2 separate regions of the Mus musculus genome follow, and region 1 is linked to region 2. Evidence: chromatin contacts called from public Micro-C data. All regions are on one chromosome and are shown on one strand. Each heading gives the region's core, a stretch centred on a gene start, on an enhancer-like site or on the middle of the called end of the contact. The rest is flanking DNA. Distances are from core to core; before and after follow the strand shown.

Region 1 (6,416 bases), core at 2,045-4,544, about 17 Mb after region 2:
AAGAACCCCAGAAACAAGCTGCAGAATTGTCCCTGGCTTCTATGTACAAGTGTCCCCTAGATTGCTGCGGTTGGTTGCTGCTCCGGCCATCCCTTCAAGGCCCCAATATCTCCCCACTTAGGAACCCAAGTCCACCAAACTGGAGGTGAGTGGGCCCAGCAGAGAGTCCTGGAGCTGGTGCTGATGGGCTTGCAGACCGTGGCTGGGCTGGGAGGCTGTGAGGCCTGGAAGAGAATAGTTTGAGCTCCTGGCGTGGCCCATATTGCTCTGGAGCAGAAGGACCGAGTTCTGGTCTGGACTTTGGGGGGGTGAGAACTCCTCTTCTGAGCTGGACATGAGCGGCTTGCCCCCTTCCAGAGGAGAGAGTTGATTCTGCTTGTTGGAGGAGGAGTTATTGTTTTCGGTGTTCTCCCTGAGAAATAGAGGACAACGCCATATGGTTAAAAAGAAGTTTTGTTTTGTTTTGTTGCTGTTTTTAAAAAGTGTGAGATGAAAGAAGGGGGGCTGGGAGGAGGAAAGGGCCGTTGTGCAATCTGTCACCAACCCAAACGGAGGCGCTCTGCCTCCCACCCAGCCCCAAGGGTCATGGGGGAGGTGAAGAGGCAGCCTAAAGAAATGGGGGTGGGGGGCTGCTGGGAGATAGTTCCTTACTTTACTGTACGTCTCACAGTCGGGTGAACCAGATTTATTTAAAATAAGCCAAAAAGAAAAAAAAAATGTTTTCAGCTTTGTATGTTTAAGTACCTATTAACCAGCCCCATAGTTCCAAGTAACTGTTTGGAAGCCTTCCGACAAATGGTTGTTGCAATAACGAAATGATCGGGAGACAAACTGCCCAATGCACAAATGCTTGCTCTGACCCAAGTCAATTGCCTGCCTCCATCTGAGGAAACAATTAGATGACCAGTTTCCCTGCCCCTGTCTGGAGGCTGGGGTTCCAGAGACCTAGGACAGGTCATGGGAAGTCGTGCCCAGAGCGGCCCAGTGACCTGAGTAAACACAGGGAGCTTAGCCAGTCTCTCGGATTTCACCCGGGAGTGGGCCCTCGCTTGGCTTGGGGACCGGCCGTTTTGTAAACTAAAGGGTAGCTGGAGCCGAGCAATCCCTGTTTCGTTACTCCTAGTTCATTCCCCAGCCCCTCCTGCTCTCCTCTCTGAGCTGCTCGCCCACAATCCAGAGCCTCCCACCCTTTCTCAGCCGGGCAAACTTCGCTGCCCCGCCCCGGCTGGGCGCCGGCCGACCCCGCACAACGGAGTGTCAGTCCGTCCCCGCACCGGGTCCCCGGGTCCCCGGGTCCCACTCAACTTCAGGACTGCTCGCTCTTCCTCCTTTCCAGCGCCGGCGGCCACCCGGAGCCTAGCGCTCGCCCGCCTGCACACTCCCTTCCCAGCACCGTCTTTCTCTTCCGGAGAGCCCCTTTCCCCGGAATTTAGGCAGGCTCTGTGGTTTCCCCACCCAGGGGGAATCCTGGAAGCCAGATCTTCGGCCCCCAGGCTGACAGTGAACAAAGGCGAGCACAGCGGGGCTCTGTGCCCAGCTCCCCAACTTTTCCGCCCCGCGCTCCTCCGAACCTCGGCCAGAAGCTCCGCTACGAACCTCCCGGGCCGAGGAACCGCCGCGTCTGCGAGAGGAGAGGAGGGGAGAAGGGAGACTTTTCCCCTTTCTTTCTTTTTCTTTCTTTCTTTTCTTTTCTTTTTTTAAAGCTTTGCTTCCGTGCTCCCGGGAGGGGGAAGCCAGCGACTGGAGCCCTTCTCCTCGCCCGCAGCGGCGGCGGCGGGGCCAGCGAAAGCAACCCGGCCAAGCATGAGGGAGCGCGGCAGGCGGCAGTCTTCTCCCGGCTTGGGGCCTCTGATAGGACACCCAGCAGCGACACCCCCAGTGTCCCCTTTCCAGGGTATTTCTTTTTACAAGACTCCTCCCTTTGTCCAACTAGCGCGAAATGAAGCAGAACTCTCCTCCATAGACTAGCCGGAGAGAATGAGCAGAGAGCCGGGAGGTACTGGGGGCCGAGCGTTCGACTCAGACCAGCTTCAAGACGGAGCGAAAGAGCGGAGGTTCGAGACCTTCCGCCGTACCGAACAGCTTCCCTCGCGATACCAAGCAATACCCCCGTTTCCTCTGATCTACAAACTCCCTGGCCATCCCTTCTCTTCGCCGGAGCCAGCCCGGAGGGCATGAAACAAACCCAACGCCGACCGTTCCCCACACTTTCCCTCACCAAAGAAACCCACGCGCGAGTGCTCCACGCAAACGCGACCCAGTCCCTAACAGGCAACCTCAAGAGTTCATGAACCTTCACAGCAGCGTCGCCGAGGCCGGGGTGCCGCCCCACGGACCTCTGCCGGGTGGCGGCGGGTAGGAAGCTGGTGGCGACGCCTGCGGGGGGCAGAAGGGAGCGAAGGGTGAAACTTCCCGGGGTCACCCGAGCCTGGGCAAGCACGCCGCGTACCTTTCCTTGGCCTCGGCGGCCCGGTCTCTTTGCCTCCGGTTCTTAAACCAGTTGCTGACCTGGGTGGTGGTGAGGCCGGTGGCCTCGGCCAGCTCCCGTTTCTCCCTCGGTGAGGGGTAGGGGTTGTGCGCGTACCACTCCCGCAGCACGCCCCGAGACTTCTCCTTAAAGCAGTAGCTGGTCTCCTCGCCGTCCCAGATGGTCCGCGGCAACGGGAATTTTCGGCGCACCCGATATTTGCCCACGGCACCCAGGGGTCGGCCGCGAAGTTTCTCGGCCTCCACGTAGTGCGCTTTCAGCCACAGCTGCTGCAGTTTGGGGTGATTGTGAGGCGAGAACTGGTGGCTCTCCAGTATCTTGTAGAGCTCGCGGAAGTTGCCGCGGTGGAAGGCGACCACCGCCTTGGCCTTGAGCACGCTCTCGTTCTTGTGCAGGTGATCGCAGGCGGGCAACGACCACAAGAACCTGCCCAGGCGTTCCAGGTTCCCTCCTTGCTGCAGAACTTCGCACACGCACGCCACTTGCTCTTGCGTAAAACCAAACGACGGCAGCATCGACATGGCTGGCGCTGCCGGGGCGCACGGGCCCGGGCGCACGCGGCAGTGAGCAGAGCTGGGAGAGCAGGGGGCGGCTGCCGCGGGGAGGGGGGCGCGGCTGCTCCTAACCCCCTCCCTAGCCTTGGCGCGGGCGAAGAGACCAGTCGAACCTCGGCGGGTGGGAGGCCAAGGAAGACGAAGAGAAGTAGGGGTGAGCTAGACTCCGAGTGGCTGGCGTTCTCTACAGCCTTCTGGGCCTCGCTGGCTCCCGCCTGCCGCCGGGTGGATGCTGCTGGTTGCCGGGGAACTTGGTTTCTGTTCTCCCCGCAGCGGCCTTAAAGCGCGCAGCGTCCCCGACACGCTGATTGGCTGCGAGCGGCGCCTATCCGAAGCTGGCCAGCCTGCGCGCCGCCCGGCCCGGCAGCAAAGCCGCGCCACCCTGCCGCCCCGCGTGGGGAGGGCGAAGCTACCGAGTGCTGCCTAGGATAAGAAGTGGTGGGAGGAGAAGGACCCGGAGAGGTGGGAAGTGAGGTGGGGTCGGGAGGAGGGAACTGGGGTGCTGAAAAGGGTGGTGACCAAGTCAGGACCTTGCGAAGCGGCGCCCTCTTTGGTGTCACCTAAGGGGAGCCTCACGCAGCACAAATCAATGGCTGCAGACGTTCTAATGACCCTCTTCTCCATATTCTTAGCCCTGTCTCTTGCAGTCTTGGCTTTTCCCGGTGAGCTCATATTTAATTACCTTAATGTTAAGATGAATAAATAATGGATTGATGAATAGCTTATGGAATGAGATAAATAATACAAAAGGAGACTAGGGTTCTGTGCTGCAAGCACTCTGAAAGTGGCTTCTTCCAGGTTTGGTTCCTGGAGGTGAAGACAAACCTAGCCCCCCACCCCCACCCCCACCCCCACCCCCCAACTCCTACACCCTTTCTCTTCCTAACTCCTAACACCTCCTAAAGGTCTCAAGGACTCTGATCTGGGCAACATTCCCCTCATTCTCAAAGTGCCTCTAGAAGAGGGATCAGAAGGGTTGACCCTGGCACTGTAGCATAGAGACACCAGGGCTTCATCTGCAATTTAGAATCTTGCTGTCCATAGACTTCTGGACTCAGTTTCCCCAGTTGTACGGTTGCGTTTTTTCAAAGCAACCCCTGCTACCGATGGATGCTGAAAAGCTTTACTTGCCATTAGCAAAAAAAAAAAAAAAAATTGGGGAACCTCATGCAAAAGGCGCTGAATGGGGTGTAAATTAAATAAAACTGCGCCCAGCTCCAATAACTGTCTGGTTGTAACATAATCCTTGCCCTGCTCTGAGAGGGACACTGCCCTCTAAGCTAGAACCACAGTGGCTCCAAGAAGATTAAATAAAGTGTGTGTGTGTGTGTGTGTGTGTGTGTGTGTGTGTGTGTTTGCAATGCTGGCCTATTTTACTGCCAGCCAATGAGATGTGTCCTGCAATTTAAGTTCCATCATCTGCTATTTTGTTTCTGTGGGGAGAATGCTTAGTAAAACTGCACAGACAAATGAAGCTGTAATTAACTTAAGCCTCATTTGCACACCTTGTTCCAAAGCAATTATTAAAAAGATTTCAAAAACAATTAGCCTCTCTAAACAAAGATAATCTATTGTCAGTGGCTAAGTCAAGCAAGAGATAAGAACAATGGGTGGAGATAAGGGAAGGTGGAGGGAGAGTGACTTTATGACTATACTTATCTCTGATTAGATAAGTTGAAAACAGAATTTTAAGTACACTTCAAAAATGCTTTTGATTCCGGTGTGCCCTCTTAGGGAGTGGCAGGGAGCAAACACTGGGCTCTTCAAACTAGCTTGTCTCCTTGCCGTGGTTTGATTCCATCAGCCAAAGAACTCTTTGCATTTTGAGATCCAAGTGAGAGAAGGGATTCCCTTTGTATTATTTAGATGTTTTTTTAAAAAATGCACCCAGTTCAGTGCACCCTGCTACATGCCTTTCAACATCATAAAGGGTTCCCACCTCAGGGCTGTTTCCCTGGAGAGATTGTAAGTAGCCAGAAAACCTCTTCTCTGATGAGCTCCCACACAAGGCTTTCTGCTTCCTTGAAACTCCGTCTACCCTGAGCAATTAAACCTTGGAAGCAGATGCTGATATGTCATTACATTTAGGCTTGGGTTTTTTTTTTAAATATATAAAATGCATTTAATGGTATTTATCATTTCAAAAGAGCTCCTGCCACATGGTATGCCTGATGACTTACTTTCTAAACTGGAAGCCTGGCACTGCTGAGCCCAAGGCTGTGTGCCTGGTAATTTTCCCTCGCTGTCTTATTTTAGTGCTCATGACGTTTCAGTTGAAGTCTTGGGGAACTGTAGTGTCCTGCCAAGAGGAATGTCTCTGCTTGGAACAGTCCTTATTGACATGGCAGCTGTGTGAGGACCAGAATGGGGACTTATACGGGCTCTCAAAATCAGTACCCTAAAGTCTGGAACAAGTGTGCACAATTAAAATGGGAAGAGGGTTATAAGCACAACCACATCTCTTAAAAGGCAAAGCCGTCAGTTGAGTACAGCAGATAATTTGTAATTAACTGTCTTCGTAGAGACAGGAGGTATAACTCACAGATAAGGACGGGTATACATTTACAGAGGATAACGGAAGGAAGAGCAATAGTATGACCACCATTTCAGGGCATCCTCCAGAGCCCCCTATGTTTCATCTCCGTTCAAAAGGAGTCAGGACTGTACCAGACACTGGTGACACGTGGGAAGAGGAGTGGAGCGGCTGATATGAAAACTAGCAATGAGGTAAATGAGAAAATGTTTTTCCTCAGGGGGGGTGGGTGGGGAAGGGGTTGGACACACCAGTATTCCCCTGCCCCCTCCCCCTTATTCCATTTATTCCAATAGATCGCTTAACTAAAAGGGAGAAAGAAGTGCTATGTGCTTTGTACCAAGGAGCCTCTCTGCTATTTGGATCCCTCGGTTAAGGGAACCAATTGTTATAAATGATAATTATTGGCTTGGATATATAAGGTTTCCCAAAATGGAACCTTTCACTGAAAACCACTAAAAGAGGTAAAATGACATGAATTTACAAACCACACAAACCAAATGCTCCATTTTAAATCTCTCACAGAAAGGTTTGAGTTGTTCTGTAATATAAAACCTTTGCTGTCAATGCAAATCGCATGAAAAGCAAAGATGCGTCCGGAAGTTAAAGGAAACTCAACAACTCTAGTCCACTCCTGCTTAGTAGGCTGAAGCTGGAGAGATGCTCTTGAAGTCGGGTTTCAGCACTGGATGCCTTTGCCGTGCAGGTAATGAATGGCAGGTAAACTTAAGCAGTGGACCGAAAGGCCAGGGAGAAAACATAGGCTGACATAGGCCTTGGATCAAAACCCTGTATCTGGGACCTACTTGCTTTTTTTCCTGGCTTGAAGCAAGATGCCTTG
Region 2 (6,712 bases), core at 3,420-5,919:
TTTCTGAAAGGCCAGCCTGGACTGAACCTGTAGGGCCAGAGGGCGCCTGGGAGGGGACACTTCCTTTGTGTCAGGTACAAATGGGTTATGCTGAAGACTTTCCTATCTCCAGCGTCTGTCCTCCCTTCTGAAACATACAAACAAACGAAAAATCCTGGTATTTACAAGCAAGCTCACTTTGCTGGCAGGGTGCATCCACAGAAAAGTTTTCCGTCTTTAGAGTTCAGGGCCATGGAAGCATAGAACAGGCTCCAAAACTGTGCCATGCCTAAGCTTGGGAACCCATTTGAACTACCAGAAAGACACCCCAAATTTGTTCTCTGTCCTTCTCTGTTTAAAGAATCCGTAAAGGGTTGAATTTGCTTGGCTGTTTCTATTTTCTTTTTATGTTAAAAAACAAAAAGTCTGCAAGTTTTAGATAGTAAAGAGAAAGGAAGGGGGGAAAGATGAAGGAAGAAGGAAACAGAAGAGGAGGGGGAGAAAGAAAAGAACGAGCGGGGACAAGAAGGAGGAAGAGGAGGAGGAGGAGGAGGAGGAGGAGGAGGAGGAGAAGAAGAAGAAGAAGAAGAAGAAGAAGAAGAAGAAGAAGAAGAAGAAGAAGAAGAAGAAGAAGAAGAAGAAGAAGAAGAAGAAGAAGTCGTCCAGCAGTTTGGTCTTTGTGTACTTTTCCTTGGTCTAAACATAAACAGATTCTTAAAAAAAGTAGAAGCGCGTGGAGCAGCGGGCGAATGGTGGTCTTTGCGGAAGGCAGAGGGGAAGCGTTGAGGTCGCGCGGGGCTCAAGCGCATCTCACGTCTCACCAGGTCCGACCATAAAGCAAGGTAGAACAAGACATGGCGCCATAGTCCGAGCCCGAGGAGTTCAGATGGGATAGGCTGGAGACCTGGCCCTGCAGCCCCGCGGGGCTGGCTGCGTGGTGCGCCAGGTCCGGGGACTGCCCTGCGCTGCCCGGCTGGTGGCCTGGGTGTGCTCCTAGACCCGCGCCACCGCTGCCCACTGAGATGGCCGCGGCAGCCGCTTGCGCCGCCTGCGCCTGCTGCTGAGCTTGTTGCTGCGCGTGGCTTTGCAGGCTTGCGGCTCCCGGGGCAGGGGCGCCCGCCTGGCAGGGTTTGCCGTCTTTGACTAGGACCGGCACGGCCACCCGGCGCGGCGACTGCTGCTGAGCTTGCTGCTGCTGCGGGCATCCCGCACCGCCACCGCCGCCTCCGCCGCCGCCGCTGTCCTGCTGCAGTTGTTGCTGCGCCGCCTTGTCCTTAGCCTGGCGCTTCATCTTGTAGCGGTGGTTCTGGAACCAGATCTTGACCTGCGTGGGTGTCAGGTGAATCATGCTGGCCAGATGCTCGCGCTCCGGCGCCGACAGGTACTTCTGTTGCTTGAAACGTCGCTCGAGCTCGTACACCTGCGCCTGGGAGAAGAGCACCCGGCGCTTCCGGCGGGGCGCACTGGGCAGCGGGGCCATGTTCTTGCTCACGTCCCCCAGCGAGCCCAGGCCGCCCATGCCACTCATATTCATGCCGCTCGCCGGGCCCATGAAGCGGGAGACTGTAAGCGACAAACGCACAGCGGTCGGCTGGGGCCGGGGCCGGGGCAACCCCGCTTTCTGTGCCCTTGGCCTGCCCGCCCCAACTTTCGACGGCATCCTCCTCACCTAGGCCGCCGCCTAGTGCTCTTTCCCAAAAGAGGCCCAGCTAGCGGGCCGTGCCGTCGAACTACTTAAGGGTTTAAAGTCTAGCTACTCCTCATTGGTATCAGTGTCCCTTTAGACCCAGAATGTGCAGTGAGGGAAAAGGGTTGCTTTGACTCCTTTCATGCCCAAGCCAGGTGGGAGACCCAAGGGTGCAGAGAGCTGGGGTCGGACGGTAGACCAAGTTCAGGAGCTTAACAAAAGGGAGTTTTCACTTACAAACGCCCCAGCTTCCAGGCGCTTGGCCTCTCTGGCTTTCTCTCTTGCGGGCTCTAGGTGAGGACAGCCACCCGCCCGACCCACGTAGAGCCTCCTCCAGAGCTGTGCGCCCTCCCAAGCCACCCAGAGGGAGACTTTTAGAAATCGAGGCAGCCCGACCGGGATGCATCCCAGCAGGGCGGCTCTCTCTACTCGCCCCTCCTGGTCCCTAACTCCTCTGGCCCGAGTTCCTAGCCTCCCTAGCCGAGTCCCGGGTGGGCCTTCCTTAGCTCCCTGAAGTCTTGAGCATCAAGTCTGTCCTTGGTGCCTGCGGTGGTCGGGTGCTAGCACCTGTCCGCAGGACCCCAGCTCTTCTAAGTACCTCCTTTGAAACCCTTGCCCAGCGGGGGGAAGAAAGTCCAGTGCCCTCACCCCACTCCTACACAAGGCTGTTCGGCTGCCCACCCCGATGCCCAGCGCCACCGGCGGGCGCCGCACCTCGCCGGCCGCGCCGACCGCGCCTCCGGTGCTTAGCCCGCGGCCCCGCGGCGGGGCGGCCTCACTTACTGGCGGGGAAGCGCGGGTCTGGGTTGGCGCCGTACCATCCGGGGCCCGAAGCGCTGTTCCGCATGGTGTCCTGGTAAGGCGGCAGCTCGCTCATGTTGCCCAGGTTGCCGTTGCAGTAGCCCCCCACGGCGGAGTGCGAGAGCTGGGGCACCCCCGCCGCCGTCATGTGGTAGGCGGCGGTGACGGCGCCGTGGTGCCCCACGGCGTGCTGCTGCATGGCCGCGGCCGGTGGGGCCGCCTGGCCCTGTCTGTACGCTGCGAGCGGAGCCCCGAGGCCGCCGCCCTCCATGCCCACTTTCTTGTAGCTTTCCTCCAGGGGACTCAAGATGTCAGACACTGAGAACGGAGTCGTGTGCTTTGGACTCATCGACATGATTCGGCGTCGGCTGGAGGAGGAAGGAAGAGGAGGAAAAAAAAAAGGGAGAGGGGGAAGGCGAAGCCTCGCTACTTTTTTTTTCTCCCTTTGCCAAATATTCTGGTGTTACCTTAACGCCGATCTTGTTGGATGTACACGTAACGGAGTGGACCGAGTCCGCCTTAATTGGCTTGAGTGGAGGCTCGGGGGCTGCCTCGCGTTTGTTTTAGCCCGGCGCCAGGTTTTAGGCAGCCACCAGAGGCGGGGCATAAGCGCTAAAGCAACAAGACAATAGAAGCCTACATCTTGCCCGAGATAATTAGCTTACATGCTGATGACAAGGTAAACACCTTTAAGCTTCACTTGTCAAGATTTTTAGGTCTCAAAGAGAGAAAGAAGGAGAGAGGGAGAGAGAGAGAGAGAGAGAGAGAGAGAGAGAGAGAGAGAGAGAGAGAGAACCAAAGCATTACTTTCCCCCTCCCTTGGACACCCCCACCCCCATTTTTGTGGGGTGCCTGTGGCGCGCGAGGAAAAGGCGGGGGGGGGGGAAGGAGGAGGGAACCGAGAGCGGGAGGGCCAGAGGTGGGGTAGAGAATAACCTAAGGGGAGGGATGGAAAGGAGAACGGAAGGTGAATACTGCTTTGCAACCAACTTGGGGAGTTACAAAGTGGAACCGCGGTCCAATTTGGTCGGGGTTCCGAGGTCAGGGGCTGGCCTTTGGGGGAGAAGGGGGCTGAGGAGCAGGGAGCGGGATTTCACCTGAGCCTGCCGGGGCTGCTCCTCCCTCCCGCTGCGGCCTCCCAGCCCCGCGCCTTCCCACCGCCTCCGGACCACATCGGGCTTCGCTGCGCTGAGCCCCAGTCACCACCAAAAGAGTGTGCGAGTCTGGGGATGAACCCTGGGGCTGCACTGTTGGTCTATGTGTCTGTCAGTCTGTCTGCTTCTTCTGCCGCCGCCGTCAGAGGGACACCTCTGCTCCCCGCCCCCTTTCCCCTTACCCGAGAGAATCCCAGCGGGCGGAGGGGGAGCTGAGTAAGGGAACGACTGCCTCCGGGAGGCTGTCACCGATCCCCGCGCCACCCCCCACCAAGCTCCTGGCTCCCTAGCGGACCAGCCCCCCCAGCCCACCCCACCCCGCCGCTCCCTTTCTCCACCCCTTTTGCCGGCCCAGGCAAGTACACCGCTGGCCCTCTGAGCTACGAGGCTAAGGGTGCGGGGGATTAACAGGAGAGTCCACCACGGAAGTTGCCCCATCTCGAACAAACCTGGTGCCCCTGACCCTTGCCCATGGCCTGGATACTTCGGCTTCAGAAGCTGATGCTGTCTTTCCGAGGACATCCCAGTCCCAGCACCCCAGCTCAGATCCCCGCAGTTTTCCCTTCCGATGCTTCAGTGAAAGCCCGGGCGGGGAGCCGCGTGAGCGCCCGCAGATCCGTTGCAGAGTGGAACTGAGTCTGAACCCGGGTGGAACTCGTTGTCCGGGAGGAGGCGAATATCTCGACGCCCGCAGCCCAGCGGGCGGGAGGCTGGGCTGAGGCTCGCCTCCTCCCGGAGCTCAGCCATGCAAAAGTGCACTTGCTTCCCCGGGAATAACCAAATATCTTTGTCTAAAGTGGCGGCGTAAATGGCCGGTCGCTTTGTGGCCACGCTGGATATTAGTAGATGAGGATCATTCTGCTTCAATTGGGCGCCTCTCATCCGGCTAGGAAGAAACTGCTTAGGAGGAAGTGGGTTTCCTGTCTGAGCGTTCCCAGGCTTCAAGTGTGAGCCCCGCGCCTTGAGGGTCCTTGGGCGCCTGGCAAGGGGGAGCTGTGGGCTGTGCTCCCTAGCGGGCCCGGGGGCGTCAGCCTCATTGCTGTTACCAGGTCAGGATCAGCAGCTAAGTGGGTTACCCAGCCAAGCCCTGCATGGCACAGATTTGGAGACCACCTCCGTTTTTTTTTTTTTCTCCTTGGAATTTAAGCGTTTTCGTTATTGTTTGTTTTTGTTTTGGCTTTGCTTGTCTGCTGTTCGAGCTTTCTTGGAGCGCTAGAGGCTGGGAGGGCGGAGTGCTTCCTGGCCCGGCAGGTGCCTCCTAGACACTTCGGCGGCCAGTCAAGGAGGCTTCTTGATTTTGGTTTTTGTTTTCACATTTTCTTTCCCCTCCTTGTAGTGAGGGAGCTCCCGATAATGAACAAGCAGTTTTGAACTACTTAATTCAGCAGGGTAGGCTCCTTTCCATTAATAGCAATTATAGTATGGAAAGTTGTTTTATTTGCTTTTTAAGATCTCTCCTTGAAGAGTGCTCTCTACTCCCTCAACACAAAGCCGACGACTAAACTAACATTAGCTTTCCTCACCACCTACCTCCATCGTGAAGGGAAGGAAGGCTCTGGGCATCAGCGGGCCTCCCATCTGGGCCCGCATTTTCGAACCGCCCCCGAGGTGGCTTTGAAGCAGGGAACCCCGACTTTAAGCGGCCAGGTGCGTTGTGTCTCTGTAGCTAAGGACAAGTGGAAAGCAGAGCTCTGCGCTCTCCTTTCCCAGGGACTTCTCTGGGGGGCGCTCTCAAGATGAGCTACAGCACTTTGGTCTACAGTGTCGAGAGTGCAGGGAGGGGAAGCCACGCTAGATCAAGTGAACGGCAGAAAGGGCAGGCAAAGCATAATGCAGACCTAGTCTGAAGGCGCGACCCAGATCTGCTAGCATTGGGAACGGGATCGTCTTAGGAAGTCCCTGGTCCTCCGTCTCCATTTAACCCCGTTATTTTATAATTGTTGGTGGTCATAGGAACACCAAGGGTAGAGTGTCATTTGTCTCTCCCGGTTTTAGTGCCACTTACAGAAGGAGGTAATTCTTCAGAAGGTTTTTTGGTGAGATTTAAGCAAAATCAGGCACATCAAAACACGCCCAAAGCTTTGAGGGAAGAAAATTAAGCTCACTAACAAGGTCGATATTTCTGTGTCTGTGGTTAATATCAAATCCATTGCTTCTTCGGGGGGCCTGTTAGTCTGGAGTGAAAGGTTTGTTCAATCTTCTACAGTCTCTGAGCCGTGCAGCCCGGACCTTCAAAAACACCAGCAGGTGGCCAGTTTGGGAGAATGTACACAAGCTGCATCTTAGCCCTACTGTAACTAGGGGCCCCCATCCCCAGCCGCACAGCACTAGGTGAGGGGCTGAGCTTCAGTCAGAGTTCGAGGGGAGTGATGCCTGGCAACCCCCATGCTTTACCCTGAAGGGGAGGGGAACTGGACTGAGCTTCAAACTTCTCCTGCTGGCACCAATGCCAACAGCTCCCATCTAGAACTGGGGGTGAGGGGCTCTGTTGCACTCTGTGACTTGAACCAAATGAACTTCCCATACTTCTGCCCCTTCATAAACATCCACCATTCTGGATTATTTCCCATGAGCACTGACATCCACAAGAGTAAGCCAGAATTCTCAAGAGCCTTTGGGGGCCTGGGGGGGGTGTTGGGTGGGTGGGTGGGGAGCCACCTATTTATCTCTGAACTCATCCATGCAAAGATCTTGAGAATTCTCACCAGGTTAGTCTTTCTGACTAGAGAGCATGCTGCCTCTCTGACTCATCTTGAACAGGACCCACTCGGGTTAAACCAGAGATATTTTTTTCCCCTCTTGTAGCTGTGGATTAATTCTTAAAAACCTAGTCCACCCCTCATGGCTGGTGCCTCCTGCGCTGTCAGTAGACTGGCCTTGTGGCTAGCAGGACAGAGCTCAGCCCTCATAAGGTTATTCCCTGGTTCAGCCCCAAGGGTCCTCTTTAATCTCACTAGTTAGGAATCAAAGGGCTGCAGAGACTCAGGCTTCACCAGAAGAAGAGCAGAGTAACCATTAGTCTTTGCAGCAGTGTAGCAGAGGGACACTTCCTTCTTCCCCTCCAGTGTCTCTTTGAAAGCTCACTGGTAGA

Evidence for each region. Hi-C and Micro-C count contacts between places; a contact is called where the count stands out from the background.
Region 1: a contact with region 2 is called in a Micro-C map of embryonic stem cells, with 17 times the contacts expected there. The contact joins the promoter of Six1 here to the promoter of Nkx2-1 in region 2. A contact is called at or near these places in 4 of 39 promoter capture datasets (cranial neural crest, embryonic stem cells and hippocampal neurons) and 2 of 484 Hi-C or Micro-C datasets (both in embryonic stem cells).

What each region holds. Positions count from the first base shown.
Region 1 is chr12:73,043,418-73,049,833 of GRCm38.p6, forward strand. Six1 (sine oculis-related homeobox 1) reads right to left here and starts at 3,295. Exons shown (of 2, transcript NM_009189.3): 1 at 2,450-3,295; 2 at 1-412. The coding sequence starts at 3,009. The coding sequence ends at 118. Gm51264 (predicted gene, 51264) reads left to right here and starts at 2,468; the gene lies at 2,468-2,531.
Region 2 is chr12:56,532,239-56,538,950 of GRCm38.p6, forward strand. Nkx2-1 (NK2 homeobox 1) reads right to left here and starts at 4,670. Exons shown (of 3, transcript NM_009385.3): 1 at 4,071-4,670; 2 at 2,450-2,835; 3 at 1-1,542. The coding sequence starts at 2,822. The coding sequence ends at 797. It overlaps Gm26973 (a long non-coding RNA gene), which reads left to right and starts at 4,952. Exons shown (of 6, transcript XR_872771.2): 1 at 4,952-5,268.